Regions from separate parts of the Triticum aestivum genome. Here region 2 is linked to region 1. The links are chromatin contacts, called in public HiCAR-type maps. All regions are on one chromosome and are shown on one strand. The core of a region is the stretch at or near the end of the contact, and the rest is flanking DNA. Distances in the headings are between cores, read along the strand shown.

Region 1 (7,670 bases), core at 3,669-6,168:
TGTGTGCAAGGCAAGTATCAAAAGGAAAAGCATGAATGAACAAGAATAAAGAACATCAGCAATCTACTTTCATCTTTGTCAGATAGTGATTGGTCCGAATTTTCTGTCAGCGCGGCAAGCACCCTAGGCAGATTAGCAATCACTCAAGGTTCTAACACAAGAAAGCATTTATGCACTGTATGTGTGCCTTCTGTTTGGGGATTATAACATCATAATATGTTCCTCCAAGGGAGTTAAATAAAGCAATTTCTTCTCAAATGCATTGCTAAGAAGATACAAATATTACCATCAAATTGCACCAAACGAGTGTGTTGCCTTATGTTTGGAGATTATAGCATCATAACAGGTTCCTCCCAGAACACTAAATGAAGCAATTTCTTCTCAAAATTCATTGCTAGGCAGATATAAATATTACCATCAAATTGCACCAAAAAAGTGATCGAGCTCATCACCAATTTGACCACTCAATCCAATAGTTGGCCTCAGCACAACAAACACTCACAAAGGGTCGACATCCCTAGTCCTACGAACTTGCAGCGTCAACATAAACAGTCATCTCGAACCCACTTTTCGCACCATCAACAAATCCGACAATAAGCTGTGAGCTGTCACAGGAATACCAACACAGACCGTGGACTAATTTCGACAGCCAGGCTACAGACCCGAAGCCGCAGTCGGATGACAGGGTAAACCCTAGGGGAACGAACGAGGCGTGAAGGGAGGGGGGCGAACCTCGCGGCCGGTGGAGGAGAGCGCGGCGGAGGCGGAGGGGGAGGCGACGGTCCTGTCCAGGTCGTCGTCGTCGTCCCCGGCGCGGGGGACCGAGCCGCCCCCGCCGCCGGCAGAGACGGGGATGAGGAGCTCCCGGTCGCGGTCGCGGCCGCCCATCGGGCTGAGGCTCCGCGGGGCCTTGTCGTCGCCCATCATCGGGGGCTCGGGCTCCGCGCGCGGTGGCCGGCGCGGGTCGTCGCGACCGATCGCCGTGGAATGGGGTGCGTGCCGGGTGCGGCAGGGAGGGGAGAGGAGACGCTCCTTTTTTTTCTTCTTCTTCTTTTTCGCGTCTGCTTCTCGCGTGTCCTTTTCGTCGCGTTTAATTCCGTTAGCGGCCGTGAGCTGGCGGGTCGATCGCCGGCCCACCGTGGATTGGGCCACCGGGCCCCCCCCGGCTGTACGCGGGAGATGAGGTGGCAGTTTGGATTCTCCCTCAAAAGAATAGTTTAGAACCTTCTTATCTGCAAAGGAATTTGTTCTTATCTCCGGGGGACATCTGATCTCGGTTACCCCTCAAAAAAAAAATCTGATCTCGGTTAAGAAACAAAAATTGTCCGTGCTATAATTCCCTTTTTTTTGGCCCAAAATGTTCTTATTACAATTCTTACAATGGGAAATGTTGACATATTTGGAGAGGACGAGTGCAAGCAAGGCATTTTCGACGGTGTTCACTAATTTATTCGAAAGATAATAAGAGCCATAATCGGAAGAATACTTGTGCAGGAGGGAGGATCGACAATTTTCTAGATGTGCAATTCACGGGCCTTTCATGCTCTTTATCATGTCCGAACGAGAAAAAAAGATCTAGGATCTAATGTGCATGTGTAGCGGCTCCCAAGCCATGAGGAGATCTCGAACTCGGCGAGGAGTTTTTTCATGTGCTGGCCGATAAGTATGAAGAAGTTCGTGCTATGATCATCATGCTTATTTAGAGCATCTAGGATATTCATACTGACTTGGTTCACAGTAAAACCATGTCCACCGGCTAAGGTTACAAGGAGTTATTTATATGGTTACTTGGTTACATTTTTCCAAATTTGACAATGGGAGTTGAGAAGGTGATAAAACAAAAGCAATTGACCATCTGGTGTCGTCCCGGTTTGGCTACACAAAAAGAATATTCTAAGACCATGGTCGCACACTTGGTGGGTGGGGTGATCCTTTTCAGTCCACCGTTTGTCAAGGCGGATGGAGCTGTAGGTACTTGGATGCTCCATCGAGATCCCAATGAAGTGGTCATTTTTGCGGCATACAAATTTTTGTCTCATCACAACGGTGTCTTATAGTCCGAGATCAGTGCATTGCCTTTGCAATCGTCTAAGTTGTTCATCGTGATATAATTCAATCGGACAACTGCTTTGAATATCATGTCATCGATTTCACTTGATTGATCTATTTATGGTCACCCGGTGGTTGAGATTAGGCGTACGTCACATGTGTGCTTCTGAGTTTTTCCTCCTTAAAGATTGAGCTTGATCACAATATGGCTGCTCAGTGTCTAGCCAATTATGGCAGATCATATGGTAGTTGCGCCATATAGCAGACTGCATCTCATATATAGTATTAGTTGACTGTAATCATATATAGTTGTAAGTAAATTGAGTTCTCATGAGTCCAAAACTGTTGGACTTTTATCTGTAGGAAAAGAAAACGGATGGTGACTAAAACCTGTCGCGGATAAGACTACATACATATCACATAGGAGGCGAATGCCATGAGTATGATACTAGAAAGAGATAGTGTAAAGCCTAATTTGAACATGATACTACGAAGAGATAGTGTGAAGCCTAATCTGAGCACCATGCATGGGACGCAACATCATCACGCTATGCGGTGTATGGGTGTATGATGATGCGAGCTCAAACTCAAAGCGCTGAAGGATCATGCACAATGCCATCTTGGCCTCAAGCAACGCGAAGTTCTGGCCAATACAGATCCGTGGCCCCCAACCAAATGGGAAAAATGCGCCCGGGTCCTTGGATGCCTTGGAGATCCCCTCGGCAAACCTATCCGGGTTGAATTCGTGCACATCTTCTCCCCAAATGTCCGTGTCGTGGTGGATGTACAACACTGGCATCTCAAACATCACACCAGCTGGGTACATGATGCCTCCAATCTCAATCTTCTTGTATGTTTTCCGGGTGAATACAGTAGCCGGCGGGTACAACCGGAGAACTTCATATAGAATCATTGTCACCTGCACATCATGTTAGTAAGACATTGTACCTCTAGTTGTTTGTAGCAAATTAAGTAATTTCAAATTGGCACTCACAATTTTGAGTCGATTAACACCCTCATACTCGAGTTTGTGTTTTCCAAATAGGCCAAGAACCTCCTCCCTTGCACGGTCCTGCCACTCTGGGTGCATGCTAAGCACAATCATTGTCCATGTAAGCAATATTGATGTTGTCTCCATTCCAGCAAAATAAAACAGCTTGCACTCCTCCATGACTTCATCTGCTGACATTCCTAGGGTGGATTGGCCATTTTCATCCGTGTCTGACATGTTTGACTCCAGTAATAAGCCGAGTAAGTCATCTTTTGTGCTTTCTCCTTCGTGAATAGCATGCATCCTTTTTGCAATTATGCCCCGCAAGATGGACTCAATCTCGTTGTTAATTTGATGCATCCTTCGGTTATTTTTGGTAGGAAAGGACCTGAAAAATGGCATGGCATGCCCATTACATAGCCAGTACATGCAAATTAACCAAAAAACCGAGGTTCACATTAAAGCAAATGCGGAAAATAAGGTTGTAAGGGGAAAAAAAACACTCTGCTGAGGCAACTACTCTATTCTTAAATGTAGACGTTTTGGCAGTTCAAAACAGAGGTAAGTTGTGTAAATTTTACTACCGAACGATTGCAGTACTACATTTCATTTCATACATCTTGGTACACACAGATTTATTTGTGAGCATTCTGACTACTACAATCTACGTACAAGCCAGGAACTTCAGTTAGTACTACCAGTCTACTACCAAAAGTTAAAAGAAGTAGTAACTCACATGTAACCAGGAATCATGATCTTGCTGACCGCTGCCATGAATCGCCCAATTTGCTCAGTCTGCAGCTGAAAAATCCTTCTCCCTTCCAGGTAACTGCTGCCGAACGCCGTCTGCGAGATGACATCTCCGGTGAGGCTCTGGAGCTCCGGGCAGACATCCACCTCCCAGGAGCCGTCAGGCCCAAGGGACTGTTCCCATCGGCCAACGAGCTCCTCACAGCACGCGGTAAACGCCGGGAACATGAGCTGCAAATCAAGCAATCTCAGCAGGCCAGCCATGGAAATTAAGCAGCGGCGTGCACACGGAACAACTGGCAATGTACCTTGAGCTTCTCGGCATGGAAGGCGGGGTTGAGGATCCTCCGGTGCTTGGCCCACCTGTCGCCCTCGTAGTTCCCCACCCCGTCGGCGAGCAGCCTGGTGAGCGCCGGGAACTTGAACTTCTCGACGTCGCGGGCGAGCTTGCTGGACATCACCTCCCGGACCAGGGCAGGGTCGGTGATGCTCACCTTGGGGACCGGCCCGAACCAGGAGATGCACGGCGTGCCGTGCTCCTTGATGGTGCTGTAGAGGAACGGCATGGCGCGGGGGCCGACGTCGTGGCAGCGCAGCGGCATCGGCGGCCCCGACGACGCCTCCTTGGTCTGCCGGGCGTAGTCGTTGACGTCGCCGAGGAGGAAGCGGTACCGCGTGCCGCGGAGGCCCTGGGAGCGGAGCGCCCGCTCCAGCCGCCTCGGCCGCCACCACAGCTGGTCGAGCAGCCGGGCGGCTTGCCAGAGCAGCACCGAGGCCACGAGGCCGCCGCAGATCCATGGCAGTACCGAGAGTGCAGGTGGACCACTCCACAACAGTTCAAGATCCATTACTCTGCTCCTCACTCCTTAGAGAAGCTAGCGGTGGGTGAGAAGAAAGGTGATGTAGGACTGGATTGGTGATGTTTTTGGTCAGGATTCTGGATATATAGAAGTGTCATTGGGACAGTGAGGTCTCAAGTGTCCATTTGTTTAAGGTTTCTTGCGTCACGGTTGATGGTGCGCCATGGCGATATGTCGGTCAAACCATGCCACAAATGTCAATGGCTTGGTTCCAAAGGAGTAAGGATCTTGGCAAATTCCATTTGGGATCTTGGTGATTAAATTAAAGGGGGCGAAGGAGGATGGCCCCCCACGCACCATGCGGTTGCAGTTTCATGGCTGCTTCCTCCTGCTTGTGTGAGGTCAGAGCATACGACATACCTGGGGTTTGCACCGAGCAGAAATTATCAGTTCGGTGTAAAAAGTCTCAAAAAGAATCGTCGAACAATCAGATGATGGATCATGGACCCAAAGATGGGAAGATGGGATATTATTTGTCGACCCAAAGACCAGGGGGTCTAGGGATTGAGAACCTCCAGATTAAAACTAAATGCCTGCTGAGTAAATGGCTATATAGATTATCTCACGAATCGGAACGCTAAAACTTTGGCTGAGGTAACCGTAAGACCTACTGATTCACCATTCTTGAATGGGTTCACGAGGATAAAAGAGTCGTTCTTCCCGGGGCCGGGCCGGCAAAATCGGGGGCCCTGTGCGAAACTAAAAAATGGGCCCTATCTCACAAAAAATGAACTAACGAGCTATTATAATGTATATATATCTCGCAGAAAAAATTTATAATGTATATAATATAATGCCTTACATAACTATTGGACATATAAAAAAAGTCATATCTATCCAACTCCCGGTTGTTATTTATTTGAACATACTCATTCTTTTAGTATTATTTGAAATGAAATCTTCGATAATATCCTTGCAATCAATCTTCTCCGACACTTCACTCTCAAGTGCTATTGCGGCCAAATTATTGAGTCTTTGTTGTGTCATAGTAGTACGCAGAGCTTTGCTACACCTACGTAAGCTTGCTACGAAAAGTTACGTAAAGGCTGATGTGGCTTCGTTTAAGTGGATAGCACGTCCGCCCACCCTGAAAATCAGGGGGGATTAGTTAGAATTAGAGAAGGATATAACGTTTTTAAGTAAGTTTACGTAGCAATTTTCGTAGGTGTAGCATTTTTGTAGTACGCATATAGAACTTCAATAGCTTCAACTGCCGATGCAACTGTCAAAGAAATGGTCAGTAGAATTCCATATGCAATACTTGCATTGGGAAAACAAGCATGCCTCTTTAACAATAAGATGAATATTATATACTTCCTCCTTCCATCTATATAGGGCCTAATGCGTTTTTTAAGACCGCCTTTGACTATTGACAAGATTAATAGTACATGACATGCACAATGTGAAAATTATATCATTGAAAGCTCCTTTCACACATGAATTTAACGGTGTGCTTTGTGTAAGTTGCATGTCATATATTATTGCTCTAATATTTAGTCAAAGTTAGCCTCAAAAAATGCAATAGGCCCTATATAGATGGAAGGAGGGAGTAATTCAAGATCATGCGTCGATGTTTGGCAATTAGACGAACCATCTAACTCACCTTGTTTTGGATCCTGCCTGATAGAACTGCTACACTATGATCTTTAATCGAGGAGGTAAAAACCAATTTTTACCGATGTAACAATCCCTGCTAATAGTTAATTAGAAAAATAGGAATTAGGAATAAGAACCGAAGTTAATCGAAAAGAAGGACTCGATAAGCACCTATAGGCTGGGGGAATCGGTCACCGATCGATCCTACGAGATGACGTCGACGAGTCTAAAATTTAAAATTTAAGAGAGGAGGTGAGGAAGGCAGCGGCCTTGTCGCCCTGAATCCAATGGCGAACTCGCCAGGGCCGGCTGCTTATGGAGACGTGGGCGCGGGCGACGATACGAAGCTATGGGCGACGAGGCGTGGGACGATTCTTCGGTTCCGGTAGCCACGATCGATTGACGATTCGATATGTGCCAGTTGCCCGATCCTGTAGTTTTTTTTATTAGGGGAATCCCGATCCCTGACTCCTTGTAGCGATAGATTTTTCCTTTTTTTAAGGGATCCCAGTAGCGATAGATGAGGAGTGCGCTCGCGGCTCGCCGCTCGATCGATGGCCTCGTCGCCTGGGTCTCCAGCCCAACTCCAGCGCCACAAGGCCCAACAGCGCTTTGTTTTTTTTTCATTTTTATACTAGGCCTACATATAAATTTGGGGCCCCTCAGAATTTTGGGCCCTGTGCGGACCGCACTTTTGGCACCACTGTGGGCCCGGCCCTGGTTCTTCCATAGGGTGAAATTCGTTGTTGGGGATGGAACGACAACAAGGTTTTGGGAGGATACTTGGCTAGGCGAAGCACCGTTAGCCTTACAGTACCCTGCCCTGTATAATATTGTGCAACGTAAGGAAGATTACGTGGCTACAATATTACAGACAGTTCCTTTGAATATCCAATTCCGGCGGGCTTTAGTAGGGGAATGATGGACCTCCTGGTTGCACTTAGTGAAGAGGTTGATGGATGTTCAACTCGCACCCCAAGCAGACGTCGTGCACTGGAAGTTGACGGGGAATGGAGTGTTTTCGGTTAAATCTATGTACTTAGACTATTAATCTGGTCCTATCCCAAGATCGATAAACATTTGGAAAGTTAAGGTTCCCTTACGCATCAAATTTTCATGTGATTTGTGCATAAACTGGTCATTCTTACCAAAGATAACTTACTAAAGCGACAATGGGTTGGTAGTTCACGATGTTGCTTTTGTGTTCATAACGAAACAATTCAACATTTATTCATTGATTGCTCTCTCGCAAAGTTATTTTGGCAATCTATTCATATAGCATTTAATATATCGCCTCCACCTAGCATAGATTCGTTGTTCGGGATGTGGCTAAATGAAGTGCAACCGGACACTGCGTCAAATATTCAGATTGAAATATGCGCACTTCTCTCGGCTATATGGAACTGCAGGAACGATATGATTTT
Region 2 (7,670 bases), core at 1,488-3,987, 460 kb after region 1:
AAAAATAAAAAATAAAAATAAAAAAGGCAAATAAAAGAAAACGTTGAGAGAAAAACAAAGGAGAAAAGGCCAACATGGCCTGATACACATACTCCCTCTGTCCCAAAATAAGTGTTTTGAGCTTAGTATAAATTTATACTAGAGCTAGTACAAAGTTGAGACACTTATTTTGGGACGGAGGGAGTATAATGAAATAAGGCAGCGTCGCTTCCCCTGACAAGAAAAAGGCAACATCGCTATCCCTGAAAACTAAACAAGGAGCATCGCTACCTCTTCTTGGATCACCGACGGGAGGACCTAGTGGGCTGCGACGGGCCACCAGCACGAGATAACAAACAACCGAGAAAAAGACAGGCCGAGGACAACTTCGCTGGGACATGCACAAATCTCTAAGCGCTTTTTGATCCAACGAATGCGTATGTGAATGAGACCATAACTAAAACTCAGCTAGCTGAGTTTCAGCAAAACCGTTATAACATTTCAGTCTGGATAGGACCTTGGGAATATTTGGATGAGGTCGGTCACTTAAGCTAAACCTAGTTTTGAATCCATATCCTTCTACCCAAACAAACTCTTATGGTTCCAATAGGGAAATGACGAAAGAACGGGATGCATTCATTCAGGCTCGTCATATGTCAATTCTGTAAACGAGAATCTCACTGCAGCAACAACAAAATAATATGTCCAACAGCCACACACAAGCATTCTGTTTATTTCACACTCCCAAAGCAAGAGAAATACAAGGTCTGCAGAAGTATGTGCTGCGTGCTTCATACAGAACATCGATGGCTGATCAATGTACAGGTGCAGAATACCAGGATTGATTTCAGGTTACATAGACACTCTGCAGGAAAGAAAAAGGCAGGTTGGTTCAGGAGCTTGAAGAAAGATTGTATGCAAGAATTATAAATCACCAGAGAAGGAAGTTCTAATTGTTCGTTTTAATGTCACGACGTAGCAGGGCCGACGCACAGTCGAAGGGCATACAATAGCAACTTGGAGCAGCAACGACACCTTGTGTCCCGACATGGTTTGTGATTGTACAGAAAATATCATACACAATGAAGCTCCCATCTTATTAGATTTAAACCGCTTTATCTATTTAGCAATGTAAGCCACATGTTAATAGTGAAAAGAAACAAGTACTAGAATAATAGCCCATTTTTTGTGAAGGTCTGGTGCCAGATCAGATGTGTCAAGCATACATGAAGCCACAGCATAAACAGACAGGTTCATACAGAAATTTGGAAAGACCAACGAATCTCAGTAGCGCATGCAATCTTGATAAATATTCTGCTATCATAGTTTTCATCATTATTATTCACGAACGTCGTTTCGATAAACCCAAAGTGGAAGCAATGATCAGCTAGACATGGAAAAGTTCTAATAAGGAGCCCTGGAACAGCCCAAAACATGGATTTGCCTGCGCAGAACAAACTACTGCAAGAGGACAGCATAGTGGACTATAGCCCTAAAATTGACAGATAAATCTCCAATGCACTCGTATTCAGATTTCACAAGGCTGTACAGAACGCTAGTTTAGCACATGTGAAGAGGCTTCATCTCTAACTGGAATTATACAAACAAAACAAAATGGTGAGGACAAGTAGAGTGAGCCCTCTGGCTGCACCTTGTGATGACCTCAATCAGATCGAAGCTACTGTCGACTCTCGAGTACTACAAGTAGTGCTCAAACTAAACAGGTTCTTATGGTATCTATCATCCAAAGCATGGGAATATTGGTACGACTTATAATTTGGCTTCAGCTCAATAGCGCAATCTGCCAAACCAGCAGTTTTTTCACCAAATTGTATTGTAACGACAACAGCAATTTCCATTATTCAGTAAGTTCAGCAAACACCTAGACAGAGACTGGGGATACAGAGTTGCAGAGGGAGACTGACCTCCGATCTCTGCTGATCAGAGCCTGGAAGCGAAGTGCCTGCTCTTCTCCTCATCGCTCTCCACGGCGATCCCGACGGCCCTGCACGCATCAGGGAACATGGACATCCTAATCGACGCGTACACGGCGCCGTCCCACTTCCTGGCGGCGAGCTGCTCGGCGAGCTTGAGGGCCTCGGCGGCGGTCTCGGGCGCGCCGGGGCAGACGACGTCGACGATGCCCATCTCCCTGGCCTCGGGCGCCTTGAGCTTCTTCCCGCGCAGCACCACGTCCCGCAGCGCGTGCGCCTGGGAGATCTTGGCGCGGAGCACGTGCACGAAGTAGGGCGGGAGGGGGAGGCCGATGTCGACCTCGCTCATGTAGAGCACGCCGCGGTCGGCGCGCATGAGGCGGTAGTCGTGGCAGAGCGCGAGGAGAAAGCCGGCGGCGGAGGCGTGGCCCGTGACGGCGGCGACGGTGGGCATGGGGAGGGCCAGCAGGTCGGCGGCGACGGGGCGGAGCGCGTCGACGAGCTCCCCGAGCCGCGCGCGGGAGGCGCCCGCCCACCCGATGTCGAGCCCGTTGGAGAAGAAGCGGCCCTCGGCGACGGTCACCAGGGCGGCCCCCGGGCCCTGCGGCTGGGCCTGGGCCGCGGCGAGCACCTCGGCCAGCGCGGCGCGGATGGCGGCGATGAGCGGGTGGCCGAGCCGGTGCTGGTCCTCGCCCGTGAGGGTGAGGACGAAGACCCGGCCGCGCTGCTCCAGGGTGCACATCGTCGCCGGCCGGCTGCACGGGGCGGGGTGGACTTGGGGCGGGTGGGTTGGTTGGGTTGGCGTGTCTGGCTCTGACCGGGACGCGGAAGCTGCGTGCGGATTTAACACTCTGCGCAGCGGAGGACCCGACGTGTTGTTTTTCCCTCGGCGGAGGAAATTCACCGCGGTTTTATTTTACTGAACGAAACCTCTCAGAAGTGTCGCTGGATTTTAGCAGGTTCGTTGGTTGGTTGGTGCGATGGGGAGAAGAGCAGGAGGCACTGATGATGTGGAAGAAAGGATTATTCAATTTGCATATGCATCACCGATATGATGTACGGGCAGGCACCGGAGCTGCCCGCACTAAATAGTTGCCCGACCAGAAACCTCGCCGTCGTCCGGATCCAGCTTCAGGTACCGGTCGGTCGTACCGTCCGGTACCGGTCAATTTCGTCCTCGGTACAACGCCTGATCGCCCAATTTTGCATCACGAACCAATGCGGATCAAATGGCTTCCACAACATGATGCATCACAGCTCTACAGCCGTTTCATACGCCCGGGCGAGCCGTCCGGTCACTGTATGATCATGATTTTTTTATCCAAATGGGCTCCTTAAAAAGGCCTCATACGATCGGGCTGACCGGCACCCTCTATATCAAGTCCAAATATGAGGTGGATATGGGGGCGTCCGGGCACGCCCGCCACGTCGGAACTGAAAGCCCGACCCCACCCCAAATTGCAACAAATCCATCAAAACCCTTCCTCCTCCCATCGTCCTTCAACCATTCTCGTGCCCGGACCCTCGCCTTCCTCCACCCTTGGTCCCAATCCTCACCTCCAGTCCCGATCCACCGCAGGAGATGTTGTCCAGCTCGACCTACACCGCCACGACGAAGGCGTAGTCCGGTGGCGTCAATTCATCGGTTGCGACTTGCAAGGCAGAGAATGTCGTCCGCAAGTTGCGGCGACGTCGGAAGCGAGAGAGGGAGGCGGCAGCGGCGGCGCAGGGAGGTTCGGACTGTTGGGAACGTAGCAGAAATTCAAATTTTTTTACGCATCACCAAGATCAATCTATGGAGTAATCTAGCAACGAGGGGAAGGGGAGTGCATCTACGTACCCTTGTAGATCGCTAAGCGGAAGCGTTACAAGAACGCGGATGAAGAAGTCGTACTCGTAGCGATTCAGATCGCGGTTGATTCCGATCTAAGCGCCGAACAACGGCGCCTCCGCGTTCAACACACGTGCAACCCGATGACGTCTCTCGTGCCTTGATCCAGCAAGGGGAGAGGGAGAGGTTGGGAAAGACTCCGTCCAGCAGCAGCACGACAGCGTGGTGGTGGTGGAGGAGCGCGGTACTCCAGCAGGGCTTCGCCGCACTACGAGAGACGAGGAGGGAGAGAGGTAGGGTTGCGCCTTGGGAGAGAGAGACTCATGTATTGGGCAGCCCCAAAACCTCCACTATATATAGGGGGGAAGGGGGAAGGGGAGGCGCCCTAGGGTTTCCCCTGGGGGGGCGGCCAGGGCAGATGGGATCTCCCCTTTGGGTGACTTGGCCCCCAAGCCAGGAGGTGGGAACCCTAGATGGGGCGCCCGAAACCCCCTGGTCACGTGGGAATAGGTGAGGGGGGTGCACAGCCCTTAGTGGGCTGGTTTGCCCCCTCCCCTTGGCCCATGAAGCCCCCCCAACACTTGTCGGGGCTCCCGAAACACCTTTCGGTCATGCTGGTCATCACCCGGTACCTCCGGAACACTTCCAGACTCCAAAACCCTTCGTCCAATATATCAATCTTCACCTCCGGACCATTTCGGGACTCCTCGTGACGTCAGGGATCTCATCCGAGACTCTGAACAACATTCGGTAACCGCGTACATACCTTCCCTATAACCCTAGCGTCATCGAACCTTAAGTATGTAGACCCTACGGGTTCGGGAACCATGCAGACATGACCGAGACAACTCTCCGGCCAATAACCAACAGCGGGATCTGGATACCCATGTTGGCTCCGGCATGTTCCACGATGATCTCATCGGATGAACCACGATGTCAAGGATTCAATCAATCCCGTATATAATTCCATTTGTCTACCGGTATAGTACTTGCCCGAGATTCGATCGTCGGTATGCCGATACCTTGTTCAATCTCGTTACCGACAAGTCTCTTTACTCGTTCCGTAACACATCATCCCGTGATCAACTCCTTGATCACATTGTGCACATTATGATGATGTCCTACCGAGTGGGCCCAGAGATACCTCTCCGTCACACGGAGTGACAAATCCAAGTCTCAATTCGTGCCAACCCAACAGACACTTTCGGAGATACCTGTAGTGCACCTTTATAGCCACCCAGTTACGTTGTGACGTTTGGTACACCCAAAGCATTCCTACGGTATCCGGGAGTTGCACAATCTCATGGTCTAAGGAAAAGATACTTGACATTTAGAAAAGCTTTAGCATACGAACTACATGATCTTGTGCTAGGCTTAGGATTGGGTCTTGTCCATCACATCATTCTCCTAATAATGTGATCCCGTTATCAATGACATCCAATGTCCATGGTCAGGAAACCATGACCATCTGTTGATCAACGAGCTAGTCAACTAGAGGCTCACTAGGGACATGTTGTGGTCTATGTATCCACACATGTATCTGAGTTTCCTTTCAATACAATTATAGCATGAATAATAGACAATTATCATGAACAAGGAAATACAATAATAACCATTTTATTATTGCCTCTAGGGCATATTTCCAACACGGACGCGGTGGGGCAGCTGTCTCCTCCGCCGCGCCCGGGTCCGCGCACCCCTTCCCTCCGAGCGCCTACGCGGATTACGCCGTCCGACCCATTGGGATAGAGGATGATTCGACCGTCGACTGGGCCATTTTGGAGAGCTTTGCACCCACACAGATGCCGGCGGTTGACGTGTGTGACTCGCCGCAGCTTGTTCGGGCGCGGATCAACACGCGCTCCGGTAGTGCTCAGGCTGCCCTCGACATGTTCGACGGAATAACCGAACAAGAGTCGGTGCGTTCTCTTTGCTCTTGTATGATCAGATTTTAGCATAGAGCACTAGTTCATTGTGCTCATGATGAGTGCTTGCAAACCATAATTATGTAGGAGGCGTTCTTATCAAACATGATCAATGACAATGAAGATCCGACCGAAATGGAGTATGAATTGGAGGCCACTACCGCATTTAAAGTTGGGACAACATCCGATCCCAATCCGAGCAAGTAGAAGAAGACCAAGACGCCGAAGGCAAGAGGTCCGACATTCTCAAGATTTGAGGACATATTGTTGGACAAAGTTTGGTTGGCCACAACGATGGATCCAATATGCGGCACCGAGCAAAAGGGGAACACCTATTGGATGAAGATTTGGAAGGAGTATCACAAGCAAAAGGAGTATGTGAAGGCGCATCCTATCGTGACTACCCGCAATGTGGCATCTCTCCAACATCGTTGGAGGATCATTCAAGGCGAAGTGAACAAGTACGTTGGCTACTGATCATAAGTGACCAAATGCCTTCAAAGTGGGATGGGAGTCGCAACTCAAGTAAGCTCGATTGCCTCATCTTGTCGTCCATTGCATATGCTTCTTGCGTTTGCATTCTCGTGCTCATATATATGTTGTTTGCTAGACGACTGTATCGGCCACTTTGTATCACGAGGTGGAGAAGAAGCCATTTGCTTTTAGCCATTGCAGGGTCATATTGAATGGCCAGCCAAAGTGGAACCAACTTGTGGCCGACCTCAAGTCCGGCAAGAAGAGGAATGATGGATCAAGCTCGAATCAATCAATTGGGTTGGACGATGAAGAGGACGATGTTGTCATGACGAATGGAAAAGCCACCGTGCCAAAGGACAACCGCCAAGTCATGGGAAACAAGTGGGAGAAGGCACGTGCCGCCCGTGATGTCGCGGCTACCAAAATGTCGTCCACATGGACAAGCATTTGTTCAGTGAGGGAGAACAAGGTGGAGAGGTACAAGCTCATGTTGGATATGTAAAAGAAAAGGATGGAGTGGGACCGAGAGAGGGCGGAGAAGAAGCTGGAAATTGAGAGCGAGAAGATCGAGTTGGAGAAAAAACAAGCGTGATCAAATGGGAGCTCAAGAAGGCCAAGACATTTGACGACATAGAGCTTGAAAAGGAGAGGTTGCAACTCGCATGCGAGGGTCATGTTGGCAGATGAGACCCTCTTGGATGAGCATGCGAACAAGTGGCTTGCGGACAAGAAGATGGAGATTAACGACCGTAGAAAGTACGAGGCGGCGAGGGTGGTTGCGGCCCGGATGGAGACGAAGGAGGCAGCGCGGATGCAGGCGGAGGAGGCTGTCCGGATGCAGGCAGAGCAGGACACGTTCCGCCTAAAGCAGGCGCCCAACCAGTGATCCTAGACCATCCATCACGCTAGGACATTGATTTCACTTTGCCATGTCCGATTTGTTGAACTATGATTTGCTTTACATTGTTTTGAACTTTGGCATTCGGACAGTTTGTACCGTATAATCGACATGCATGGATTTTGTTCCGTATGATTGACATGCATGGATTTGAGGATTGAAATTTACGGTATGTAGACTAACATGCATGGATTTAAGGATTGGAATTTACGGTATGTGAACATGCAGGGCAATATGTGGACTGACATGCATGGATTTAAGGATTGAAATTTACGGTATGTGGACGTGCAAGGCAATATTTGAGGGGTGCCCGGTGACACGCCCGCAGACATTTGAGGGGCTGAATTTGCAAGACCGGGCACGTCCACGGACATTTGAGGGGCTGGATTTGCAAGTCCAGCTGTAGATGCTCTTAGCCTGCACAAATCGTCAACCCAACAGAAAAGGAAAAACAAAACACTCCCGACCATTGTAAAAACTTGGTACTTATAATTACGACGGTAATGCTCGGCCAAGCACAAAGCTTTCTGGCACAGCGCGGCGACGAACAAAAACGCATATAGTTCAAAGTCACAACAGTTCACACAAAGCAGGGCAAGAACACTGGAGATCACGTCGTTTGGTTG

What was found. HiCAR-type assays count read pairs that join an accessible place to other places.
Region 2: a contact with region 1 is called in a HiCAR-type map of leaf, with 4 times the contacts expected there. The contact joins the promoter of LOC123141449 here to the promoter of LOC123141380 in region 1. A contact is called at or near these places in 1 of 5 Hi-C or Micro-C datasets (leaf) and 1 of 1 datasets of contacts at active chromatin or transcription factors (leaf).

What each region holds. Positions count from the first base shown.
Region 1 is chr1B:599,271,328-599,278,997 of IWGSC CS RefSeq v2.1, forward strand. LOC123141380 (cytochrome P450 72A15) reads right to left here and starts at 4,919. Exons shown (of 4, transcript XM_044560550.1): 1 at 4,099-4,919; 2 at 3,777-4,021; 3 at 3,044-3,428; 4 at 2,328-2,968. The coding sequence starts at 4,638. The coding sequence ends at 2,537. LOC123141369 (protein LIKE COV 1) reads right to left here and starts at 1,073. Exons shown (of 7, transcript XM_044560541.1): 1 at 733-1,073. The coding sequence starts at 927.
Region 2 is chr1B:599,732,151-599,739,820 of IWGSC CS RefSeq v2.1, forward strand. It overlaps LOC123141449 (enoyl-CoA delta isomerase 3), which reads right to left and starts at 2,738. Exons shown (of 2, transcript XM_044560591.1): 1 at 1,905-2,738; 2 at 595-844. The coding sequence starts at 2,655. The coding sequence ends at 1,921. It also overlaps the pseudogene LOC123141462.